Regions from separate parts of the Anas platyrhynchos genome. Here region 2 is linked to region 1. The links are chromatin contacts, called in public Hi-C maps. All regions are on one chromosome and are shown on one strand. Each heading gives the region's core, a stretch centred on a gene start, on an enhancer-like site or on the middle of the called end of the contact. The rest is flanking DNA. Distances are from core to core; before and after follow the strand shown.

Region 1 (5,546 bases), core at 2,277-4,776:
AAAAATAGCGCAAGATAAAAATGCTCCACCGCACCAGACTGGCACTGAGCTGGGAAATGGGAGTTGCTGGATAATCTAAAGCTTGCTTTATTGTGTCTCTCTCTGACACAAACATCGGGAAAACATTTCACATTTTGAGCTTAATTTATCAAAGTGTCTTAAAGTTCCTGGATACATCAGTAGGCATTAGTTCGAATAGGAATATGCGTACAAGTCTCCTAATGCATTTGTCTTTAGATCAACATTAAATAGAGTAAAAATAATTACATGGATATAAAATATGTATTTGTAGAAAAGATATAAAATATTTCATCAACATATAACATCAAGAAGTCCATGTTTAATTTCTTCTAACTTGTCTGGGTAACTTACATTGTGGATAGAGCAGCTGCTGCAGGCAGAATCTGTTCCAAGATCTCTGTGTACGTTCTCCAATCTCCCCCAGTTCGTTTACCTCCCAGCACTTAAGGCAATTGCTTCCTGATGGAGGATCTTCCTGCAGCTCTGCCATCCAGTGTGGAGCTCTGCCATCTCATCAGCTTTCAAGTGCCATTACAGTGTTCTTTCTTGACACCACCAAAAACACTGCGTGATCTGGATGCTGTTTGTTCCTGCTCCTAAGCATCACTTAGCGATACTGCTGCTGGAGCCAGCCTGCATGTACCCAGTACCACTGTTCCAGAAGCAGCATTTGGTGGGCACTGTGCTCTTACACTGTTCACAAACAGGTGTAATCAGGCTGCAAATCGAGACTTTTGTCCTCTCGCTTTTCACATGCACTGGGGACAATGAGTTAATCGTGCATTTGGTAGGCACCAAGAGTAACAAGTAGCCAGAAGGCTGCAGGAATAAAAATGAATATCTGTTCTATGGGAGACAAGCTTAAAGGCTAAAAACAGTACGAAATTCAAGCTGCTTGTGTGGCCACAGCCTTCTCACATAGCTGTGCAAAGGACAGTCCTGGTCTTGATCAGGTCAAGCAAAAAAAGAGACAAACTAGGGGATGAGAAAAAGGAGTGTTGGGATGGAATGAGGGTTTTATCACAAGCTTCAGTCTCTTGTAGTGTCAGTTTGAATAAGGTAAAAAAACAAGAAAGGATCTGATGCTGTCAGAATAATGCTTGATCCTGTAAGAAGTGCTTTCTAGTGGAGAAAAGTGTATTTTTCAGGGGAATCCTTAGGGCTGTGCATTTTTCAGGGCTAATGTGACCTCACAGGTGAAAGGAACAGGAGTAATTAACCTCTTGATTCAAGCTTAAGAATCTTGGGTCAGAAACTTGCCTTTTTTTTTTTTTTTTTTTTAATGAGTTAATGCGCTTTTTATTTTCTGTGCAGACGAGGGACAGTAGATGATACTCCAGCCAGTGGTCTGTGGTCTAACAACTGCCACGGGATGCGGTGGCTCTCAGTGACAGCTGAGAGCACGTCCTGTAGTCTGGCTTGGTCCCGTTGCTTCTCCTCTCCCTGACTGCAGCCTGTTGTACGTCAGGCGTACCACTGCTGTGTGCCTACCAATTTGCTTCTTATTTTCATGGAAAAAACAGCACCACTTTGGTTACCAGTGCACCTGCAACCCCTTTCTTACCAGAGCCCATCCTGGTATATATTCATATTTCAATTTTAAGCCAAACACATCCCAACGAAAGCCACATCACTTTTAGCTCTTGAGCTGTACTCCTTCCTCACTTAGATATCACTTGAATAAGTGATATCTAATTGCTTTTTGTTTATTTTTTTTCAGGAGCTTAAAACACTGTCCTTATGTATGGGTATGTCTCTGGCACTTCAACAGACAGTGTGACTCCACTTTCCTTCTCGCTTAGCCCCACCTACTAATACCTTTTGCAGTTTTCAAATGTTTATATTGCTAACTGCATCTCATCCTGTTTTACAGGAGCTTTTAGAGAACATGTAAGGTTCCTGTTTGTGAAAAAGACTTTTCAGCCAAACTTCAGATCTTTTCCTGGGCAGGGCATCCGTTTTGTTTGGTTCCTGCAAAGCAGTGACTTCCGAGCTCGCTGCTTGCTCTGCGTGTTCATCTTCTGTGCAGGAATCAAAAGTGAGGCTTGGGGTTGTGGGGCGGGCAGCCATAAGGTCAGGACGAGACGCTGCTTTAGCTCCAGCTTCAAGTAACAGCTCTGCCTCTGCTCCCTGAAATCCTGTCTGCAGATGGTCCCGCTGCTCGAGGCCAGATGAAGAAACACGTTTCGTTACAATTTGTTCCAGTGGCTCAGCTGCACTTGAGTCAATGCAGACTTTCTGCACCGGCTCGTATTGTCTACACTCATTACATCTGAGCTGGGAGATGGTTCTGTTCACTGTTCTTTGCTAGTCCGGTGTTTTTTTGCGTAGATAATGCTTTTGTGTGGTAGTGTCTTCCACCAAAAAATGTTACCTTGCTCAGCTGGGACTGCTGCCCTGCATGGGGTTGTGTTGTGTGTTAGTGCTCGTGGCAGTGTGTTTTTAGCTCAGATAACAGCAGTCCTTTGGTTTGGGGGACTGAGGGTTCATTCATCTGTATGCATGAGCACTGCAGCAGCATGATGCACATGTAGCTGATGCTCATGAGTTACTGCACTCAGAACAATCAAGTGTTCAGTTGCACTTTATTTTTCTCTAGTGTTTGTGGTGGTGGTGTCCTGGTCCCTGCCTTTGATGCCAAATTTGTCTGTCACAGGGGTGCAGGATGGCTGGGCAGTTCTGCCTGCACTGGGTTGGCTCCTTGTCCCCAGGGTATTCCCATGCTACTTGCAGGGCTTCAGGCTGCTGCCATCAATGCTAGGCTCTCAGGTACCAATTAATACAACCTGTCAGGAACGTGCTCTCCCTCACCGAACTCTTAGTTTGTGTTTTAGCTGTGCTAACGCGGAGCAGCAGCAGGACGCTCAGCCTCTGACACAGGACAGTCCTTGACTTCATTTGTGGCAGAAACTCTCTCAAAGGTCCTGCCAGGACTTCAAGGCCAGCTGAGACACTGGGGCACGTTTCTGTCTTGCTCTGGAGTGCAGCCCATGGCTTTATTGCTTTTTTGCTGCTTTGCAGTGATCAGTACTTGAGAAAGCATAAAAGAACAGCATGGCAATGGGGCATTGCCTTACCAGGATCGAACCTACTGGTTCATTCAAGAGATCCAGGTGGGAGATATTGTCATTTCTCTACATGGAATTCCAGTTTTAGTCAGGGCTTGACCCTCTCCTGCATCTCTTCTTGAGGTTTCATGTCTACTTCTCCAGCTGTTAGACAGTACAAGTAACCTCTTCCCATCCTTGCATGAAATTCTTTCATTCAAAGTCAGGGCTAAGCATGGTGGCCAGAATCCTTTGGCAGTAAGAAAGGTTAATGAATCTCTGCTCCTAAAAGAGTAGTCAGTACTGGGTGTGCGAGTCCTTCACAGCTAAAAGAAATATCAGACCTGTTAGAAATGGGGTGAGGGTTATAGATAAAGGCAATAACTGATGGAGTCGGACACAGCAAGAATCTAGAGGTGGGAGCTCGACCATGGTGTGTGCAGTGTGACGCAGGGCTGGCCTGAAGGCTGGCCAGGGGACTTTGGAAGTAAATAAAGGTCAGCCAGATCAGCCTTTGTGGTAAGGAAAGGGCTGTCGGGACTGATGAAGGAGGATTTATCTTGGCTTTTGGGTAAATATTTTTTCTGCCTGCAATTTACTGCCATTTTCCCAGGCACCACTCTGAAGAGTTCAGCTTAGGACGTGCCCTCCTGGGTCTGATTCCTGCAATCTGGAGGTTAGTCCAGGGAGATAGGACCTGAGGAACATGTGTCAAAGCACAGGCCTTGGGAATGCCTTTACATGTAACTTCTGCCCCTGCAGTGACAGAAGCATTTGCAGGGTAAAATTCCTGGGTGCTGTGAACATGCCCCCAGTGAAGGCAAATAACAAACACAACTGTCCAGTCCTGACCTAGAAGACCTCTTTTTTCTTCTCCCTTTCTCTGGACTACCCCCCACCCCGCTCAAAAAAGTACACAAGCAAGTCATGTGCACGAGGCATCCAGATTTTATATTTAGCATGTGATCTATTCACCTGGCCTGTTCTAGCTGCAGATGGTGTGCGGTGCTGCTGTGAGATGCTGAAAAGCCTCTAAACAAAAAGAAATCAAGAGCCTGTGTTGTCAGAGAAGGGAATCCTGAGCACAGGCTTGTGTAGGTATATTTAAAGAAGGGTGAGGTAGCATCCTGTCAAAGAATTGTGAAAATGTGGTTTTGGAAGGCATCTCTCCATGTCTGCAGTGGCACATGCTGGGATTTTTATTAAAAAGCTCTGATCTTGAACAGGGAAGTGAGGAGGCTGTTACCCTTTGCGGTGCTATCTCCTCAGTACGTGACTCTAGGTAGAAGGTGCCAGCCTTTCTGTCACTTCCCACTGTTTCCAGATAAGATTCAAACACAGTGACAAATGTGGAGTGCGAGGTGTCCAGTACCCCACCTCTTCCAGTACCCCAGCTCCTCCAGTACCCCAGCTCCTCACACTGGGAGAGGATTGGTAGAAATGGGTGACTGGCTGCTGGAGGAGAGCTTTTTTGGTGGAACACATCAGGGCCACAGAACTAATTTAATTATTCATTTATTTCCCAGCAAGTGATTTTAAATCATTTGACGCTGTTGTACTTGGGCTTGCTTTATTTTTTTTTTTTAAACGCCCCAGGCAAACTGCATGTGATGGGGGAGTAACCTGAAGATAAAATCAGTGACTACAATTGAACAATCTTTCTTTAAAAAGGAGGAGGGGGGAAAAAACAAAACAAAGCGTCATAACCTTAAGAAAGGGTGGGGAACCAACTTCCTATAGGTTTAAAAAAAAAAAACAAAAAACAAACAAAAAAAACCAACAAAACACACACACACAAAAACAAACCACACAAAAAAAAAAAAAAAAAAAAAAAACACAGATCCCAAAACAAAACACTGAACAGTGTCAGCCCTGCCCCCTAGTGCTGCCAATGAGTAAGAGGTTATAGGAACGTGTGAAGGTCTGAGGTTCACAGTAGTATTGTCCAAAGTTGGGTCCAGTGGATTTTTTTTTTTTTAAGTCATATTAGAGGTTGTATGTAAAGTTGTTTATTATTTTCTAATCTGGTGTTGTTTGCAGAAATTTCATAGGATTTTACTGTGAGACAACCAAAATCAACCTCAGCTTTGATGACTGGTGGGTTCTATTAAAACAAACAGAAAAGCTGAAGTATCTTAAGCACATACAGCATTTGTGGTGATAAAACTTTAAGTAAGTGTGTGAGTTATGATTAACTGAAGCTTTCTTCCCACAGCATTGAAGGCGAGTATGTTCCCGTGGCAGGCGACGAGGTCACCTACAAGGTGTGCACCATTCCTCCGAAGAACGAGAAGCTTCAGGCCGTGGAGGTCGTGATTACCCACCTCGCCCCAGGAACCAAGCACGAGACCTGGTCGGGGCACGTCATCAGCTCCTGAAGGCGTCCCAGAGGCAGCGCCGCTGCTGCGGACACTGCCTGTGTGGGTCACTGCTCGACAACTGGCTGCAGGGAACCTGACCTAAGAATAGTCTAGGTAC
Region 2 (5,546 bases), core at 1,020-3,519, 34 kb before region 1:
GACAAAATTTTGCAGTCACCTGTCCAAAACATGGCTTTTTTTTTTTTTTTAGCATTTCTCTTTGAAGAGACAGTAACGATTCTCAATCCACAAGTGAAAATGCTGAGGGGCAGGAAAATATTTTAAAATAATCTGTCAGCAAAGACCAGCATTTAAATTGAACATTTATGTTTTTGAAGAACCAAGACTTCCCCCATGGCCTCTTAGCATCTTTAAGATGATCTCTAGTTAAAGCAGAAATTATATAAACCAGGTTTTGTTTCATTTTTAGGAAGTCAGCCTTTCTCCTTCTCTAGGGACACATTAAGATGGCATAAAATCTTACTCAAATTCTTTACAGAATTTACAGTCACAACAGCTTTGAGAGCCTAGTTTATGTAGAGATCCTGTACCTCCTTAAACCTAGTCTGGCTTTGCGTTGTTACTTACTGTTAGTAATAATTAGCCTTTATAGCTTGTGCTGTCATCAAAGTATGAAACAACGCCATCCCCTGAAGTTTTACTGCAACAGAATTCACCAAGGAGTGGCCTTGAAACCATTATTTTCCAACAGAGAAGCAGCAGAGCGTATTTTGCCAGAAGAGGTGCTTGAAACATGACAGTGCCTTGACTTTTGCTGCACAACAGAATGCAAGGAGGCAGAATTGCAAAAATGGGGATTGTGTTTTCAGATGTAACTGTTTTCAGTTAAAATGAGAAGGCAACTCACAGAAAGTCCATCTCATCAAGGCCTTGATTATTCTTGCCCTCTTGAATTTCTTTGTTTTACTATTAATAACTTGATTTTACATTTGCTACAACAGCTGATAACATTTCTTCATTCCTCACCCATTCAGGGTGGCTTACGATACCTCACTAATGAAATACTACCAAAATAATTTTCATGTTTTTTACTACAGGCCTTTGTTAGTATAAAAGTTCACAATTATTATGTGATAGAAGCCGCATCATCCACATTTCAGAAGTAGGAATAAAGTTGCAAAATGACAGTCTGAAGCAGAACCCCAGGACAGAAATAGGAGGCCTCATTTAGTTGAATGGTTCGCTGTTTGTCTTAAGCAACTGAAGGTATGAAAAAGGAAGTCTGCAAGACTTGCATTCGGATGCAAAGGTTTCCTCGCTTCCAGACCTGGGCTGCTGAAAACTTCGCTTTGTTCCAAGCACTGCAGACAACGCGCTGGAAGTGCAGGACAGAACTGCCCGAGGCCTGTGAAGCCAAAGCCTCACCCATCTCTAAACGCAGTTTGCTACACTAGCACAAAGGTGAGATGTCTCTGAAGTGTTTTTTAATTAAAGTGTTTCTTCCCCTTCTCCCGAATCCTTCTGTTCCTCCTTTAGCAGTGTTCCAAGCTTTATATATTGAATGAATCATTTCCCTTTAAGTTATTTATACCTTGCTTCAGAAACCTCCCTCATCTCAGATTGTCTTTGAAGGGGAAAAAAGGTCAAAGAACCCTCATATTCTTTAACTAAGTGTTAAAAATATGTTAATCTGCATTTCAGGAGTGGAAGGAAAAACCATATTATCCCCATATTTCCCAGTCAACTAAAAATCAAGGGTCTGCAGGGCTCAGATAGGCTTGTGTCAGTCAGTGGGGATGTGGCCATAGAACAATTCCTGGCATCTGCCACAAAGGGGAAGATTCCTTTGTAGCAGAATGTGATGGTGAGAACCAGGAGCCAGTAGCGAAGGGGAAGTTGCCTGATGTCCTGAATCCTCTGCGAAGAAAAGATGTGCCCTCACTCAGCAGGAAATAGTCTTCTACTTCACACTAACGCCACTTTCTGTAAGCCATCTAAGGCATTCTGCTGCTCGTAACATAATCTTTCTTTAGAAGGAGAACCTGAAGACATGCTGGGCAACAGAAAAAATTTCCCAAAGTCAGAGAGTCGATGGATATGTCTGCCTACCAAGCTGCTCACTAATGACTTCTGCACTGGTACAGAGTCCCTCCCTTCCCAGTAAAGATGACTGAATTTCACCTACATGCAAATCATGGGCAGAGGAGCCTGGGAATGTTTTAGTTTAAGAAAAGGAAGAATGACCATAAGAAGATAAGTCTGTTAGAGGCCAGCTCATGCCATCTCTCGCTATTTACCACGTAAAGAGGTAAGTGATAGCTCTTTGGTAGGGTTTTGGCACACCTTCCCAGAGTATAAAATGGGAGAGGTGGTTACGACCCGGGGCCAACTTACTGGAAAGCCGACTTACTCCTTGTCCGTGGTATAGTGTCCCAAGTTTGGCTGTGAGGGTCGGTTTGGGACTCATCTCGCATCATGCTATTAAAAATGCTCAGGATACGATAACTAAATCTGGGGGCTAAATCCTCCACGTGAGGGAAAGGTGGAAAGATGTTAGGCTAAGTTCTTGTTGAGAAGGTTACGTTAGTGCTATTCTTGCTCTGCTGTGTTATTGATGATCAAATGACAATTTGGGCCTTTGTTTTCATCATTTCAAATATGTAAAGCGTTTGCAAGTTTATTTTTATCTGTAATTAGCATTACCTGCATTCTAAATCCTATCCATGGAAGGAGATTTATGTATCTTTAAGAACATTTTGTTTCCCTGATCCTGCTGCTATGATTTATCTGAGAATAGGAAAGATGTCCTCAATTCCTACGCTCTGCAAACTGAATAGAAGCAATCTAAAGCATGATTCAAAGTTACAGATGATTAAGATAGTGAGAGCATATAATAACTTGTCAGATACTGGCTATGAAAAAATGGATCTTATAAAATAGAATGACTCTATCCAGTTGTAGAGTAAACAGCTTTAAGTGAAAGCTGGATTGCATACTTTGAGTTTGGCACATTGCTGTTGCAATGCTCAATTTCCAGTTGGCATTGTGACTGGACATGAGACCATAAAGTGGAACAGAGCACTCTGAACACATCTGAATACTCATATCTCAAAGGAGTTAAGAGTATTTATCCTCCTATTATTCTCTGCTACAATCTAATCTAATCATTGAAAGCCTGCTTCTTATTTCCAGGCAGAATTCATTCATGTCCAGCCTACACTATTTGTGCTTGTGCCAACCATATCTTGTAGATGAAGTAGTGCCAAAAATTGGTCCAGAAGCAGGAACTGGGAATCAGGATTGCCTTTGTGGTGTGTGAGCTGTTCCAGACTAACTTATGCTGTTCTAATAGTGGTGGACAGCATGTTGAGCACCAGCACGCACCTAACCACTGAAGACCTGTTCAAGCCACCTCATCCTTGCTGCTGCGCAGGGACGTATTTCACCCACCGTTACTAATGAATCACATTAGCTGATACATTCCCCCCTACACACTCATTTCCTTGTCTCAAATTGTGTAAGTAATTGCATTAAATGAATGAAAAGTGGTATAATGATGCTATGCTATCAAGAAATCCTGTTTTTTTCCCTGTCAGGATTGCTGAGGGGAGTGCTCAGTCCCTGCAGGAGCCCAGAGCCATGTCTCAGTAAGCAGGGGACCAGGCAGCAGGGAAGGAGAGATGCAGGAGAACCCCGTGGCTCTGGACCACCACCTGCCCTCCTTCTAGCTGTGAGCTGTGCCTTGCTGGGCCACGCTGACAACAGTGGCCTTGGGCAGGGTTCCCAGTCCTGCCCGTGTCCTGGGAAAGGAGCCAACGCTGCCCTGCTGCCCACCCCACGCCAGCAACGGAGAGAACAAGGTAGGCATGTGAGCTGAAGATGATTAACTGGTCATGATTTAATTGTTCTGGGGGAAAGGAAAGGGAGAGGGAGGCAGGTCAGAGTTCAGGGGGATGCTGGAACCTCTCTGTTCGCAGCAGCTGGTGGAAAAAGCAGCAGGCAAAATTGCATTTCCTAACCGTGACGCATGTACACACACTCACGTGGAGTCCCCCAAACCCAGAATCCAATATAAAAAAACAGCCTCATGACTGTGGACGTACATTGTTGCATTATCTCCCACATATTGTGCACATATGCTTGGGAAGAGTAGAGAGGGAGGGGAAAGGAAGAGGGACAACTCAGAACTTTTGAGGAAAGCATGGGTTTAATCCCAGCCCATGTGCCTGGAGGAATTGCTCTGAACAGTGCTCACTTACGTAATGCTTTCCCTTCAACCTCCTCCACCTATAAAAAAAAGTCAGTCTGGCTACACAAAGCAAAACAGAAAAGATTTCCAGGAATACAATTAATATTTGAAGCAAGAGAAGTCATCAGTCCTATCCCTGTTTATCTTCCAGAGGGGTAAGAACACAGAGAGGTAAGATACTTTGAAAGAAGACCTTGTGGTTGACATAGAAAGCTGATTACTTCATGTTGCGCAGTTTCCCCTAGACCCCTAAGATAAAGCACTGACTACTCTGTTAGGGGACTTTTGCTTATTTCTCCCCCCGCCCAAAAAAAAAAAGGAAGCCCCGTGTCACTATTTGTTTATGGCAGTTTGCCACAAGTTGCACAGTGCTGTTTCTTATTTGATTATGGTTGGCTAAAAGTCTGTATACTTCTGCCTTCTGTAAACCTTACCTTTGTAATGATACAAGTACATGCTTTGTCTGGTATCTATAAATGGAAAACAACAACAACAATAATTCAGTGTCTAAGTGATCTTCTGGAAACCATGCTCTAAAGTATTGTGGCTTATTATCAGCTAGGAAAATTGTGCGCAAATAAAAGCACGGCTAAAACTTGTTCCAGGATTCTATCCCTTATGCCGGCCAGCCAAGAAAACAGATTGGATGGTGCTTTTGGCTTGGTTCAGATGGTGAGGTGACTGGTGAGAAATCATGTGTATAATAGCTCTGCATAATTTGCAGGTTCCATAAGGATCTATGTCAATTTGGGGCATAAGTGGATGCACCTTGCTTTGAAATGATCTTCTGAGGGTCATGAGTAGTACCTGTAGCCCAGCTTCTTGCACTCTGAAACTGGTGCTGGTCTCTGGTGACGACACTGGATGAAGACAGCCGCTTCTCTGATGCAGCATCATTCAGTCACCCTTGCTTTCCTAGGAGCGTCTGTGACGATTAACTGAGCATCTGTCCTTGTAACTATCCTGTGTTGTCTCATCAGTTGTCTTGCTGCAGCTCCACTTCAGGCCCTGCTGTGGCAGATTACACAGCTCTGGTTCATGCAGACCTCAAATGTATCCAAACGATTGCACTAAGTGCACGTGCAGGTGCTTTCTCATCAGCTGGCACCACAGCCAAGTTGCTCATCCTTCTTACTGCAAAATCGAGGAAGATTTACCAGGGTTATTCTGGAAAGTCATTGGGTTTGACCAACCTCTCTGCCCATATCAGCCTTTCTTTAGCACACTTTTCATAACGCCAGGGGATGGTTTGGGTTGGAAGGGGCCTTAAAGACCATCAGTTCGCAGCCCTGCCATGGGCAGGGACACCTCCCACCAGCTGAGGGTGCCCCAACCCCGTCCAGCCGTGGGCGCTGCCAGGGATGGGGCACCCGCAGCTCTGGGCAGCCTGGGCCAGGGCCTCGCCGCCCTCGGGGCCAAACATTTCTGCCTCGGGCAGTGCTACCGAGCCCCTCTCCAACTTCCTCACAGCCCCCTTTACACAACGAAGGGCTAC

What was found. A called contact is a pair of places that touch in the nucleus more often than the background predicts.
Region 2: a contact with region 1 is called in a Hi-C map of subcutaneous adipose tissue, with 3 times the contacts expected there. The contact joins the promoter of LOC139998767 here to the enhancer-like site in region 1. A contact is called at or near these places in 5 of 8 Hi-C or Micro-C datasets (F1 follicle, liver, skeletal muscle and 1 more).

What each region holds. Positions count from the first base shown.
Region 1 is chr15:6,728,846-6,734,391 of IASCAAS_PekinDuck_T2T, reverse strand. CARHSP1 (calcium regulated heat stable protein 1) reads left to right here. Exons shown (of 4, transcript XM_027469499.3): 4 at 5,284-5,546. The coding sequence ends at 5,446. Among named protein-coding and RNA genes, the nearest start is that of TMEM186, 14 kb to the right of the region's middle. Within about 2 kb of position 3,526, at least 3 of the 8 cell types and tissues checked have an H3K27ac peak or open chromatin away from gene starts, as enhancers often do. A contact at or near this core is called in subcutaneous adipose tissue, where this site is marked.
Region 2 is chr15:6,761,965-6,767,510 of IASCAAS_PekinDuck_T2T, reverse strand. It overlaps LOC139998767 (lysosomal dipeptide transporter MFSD1-like), which reads right to left and starts at 2,269. Exons shown (of 8, transcript XM_072024000.1): 1 at 2,213-2,269; 2 at 1,614-1,719. The coding sequence starts at 2,269.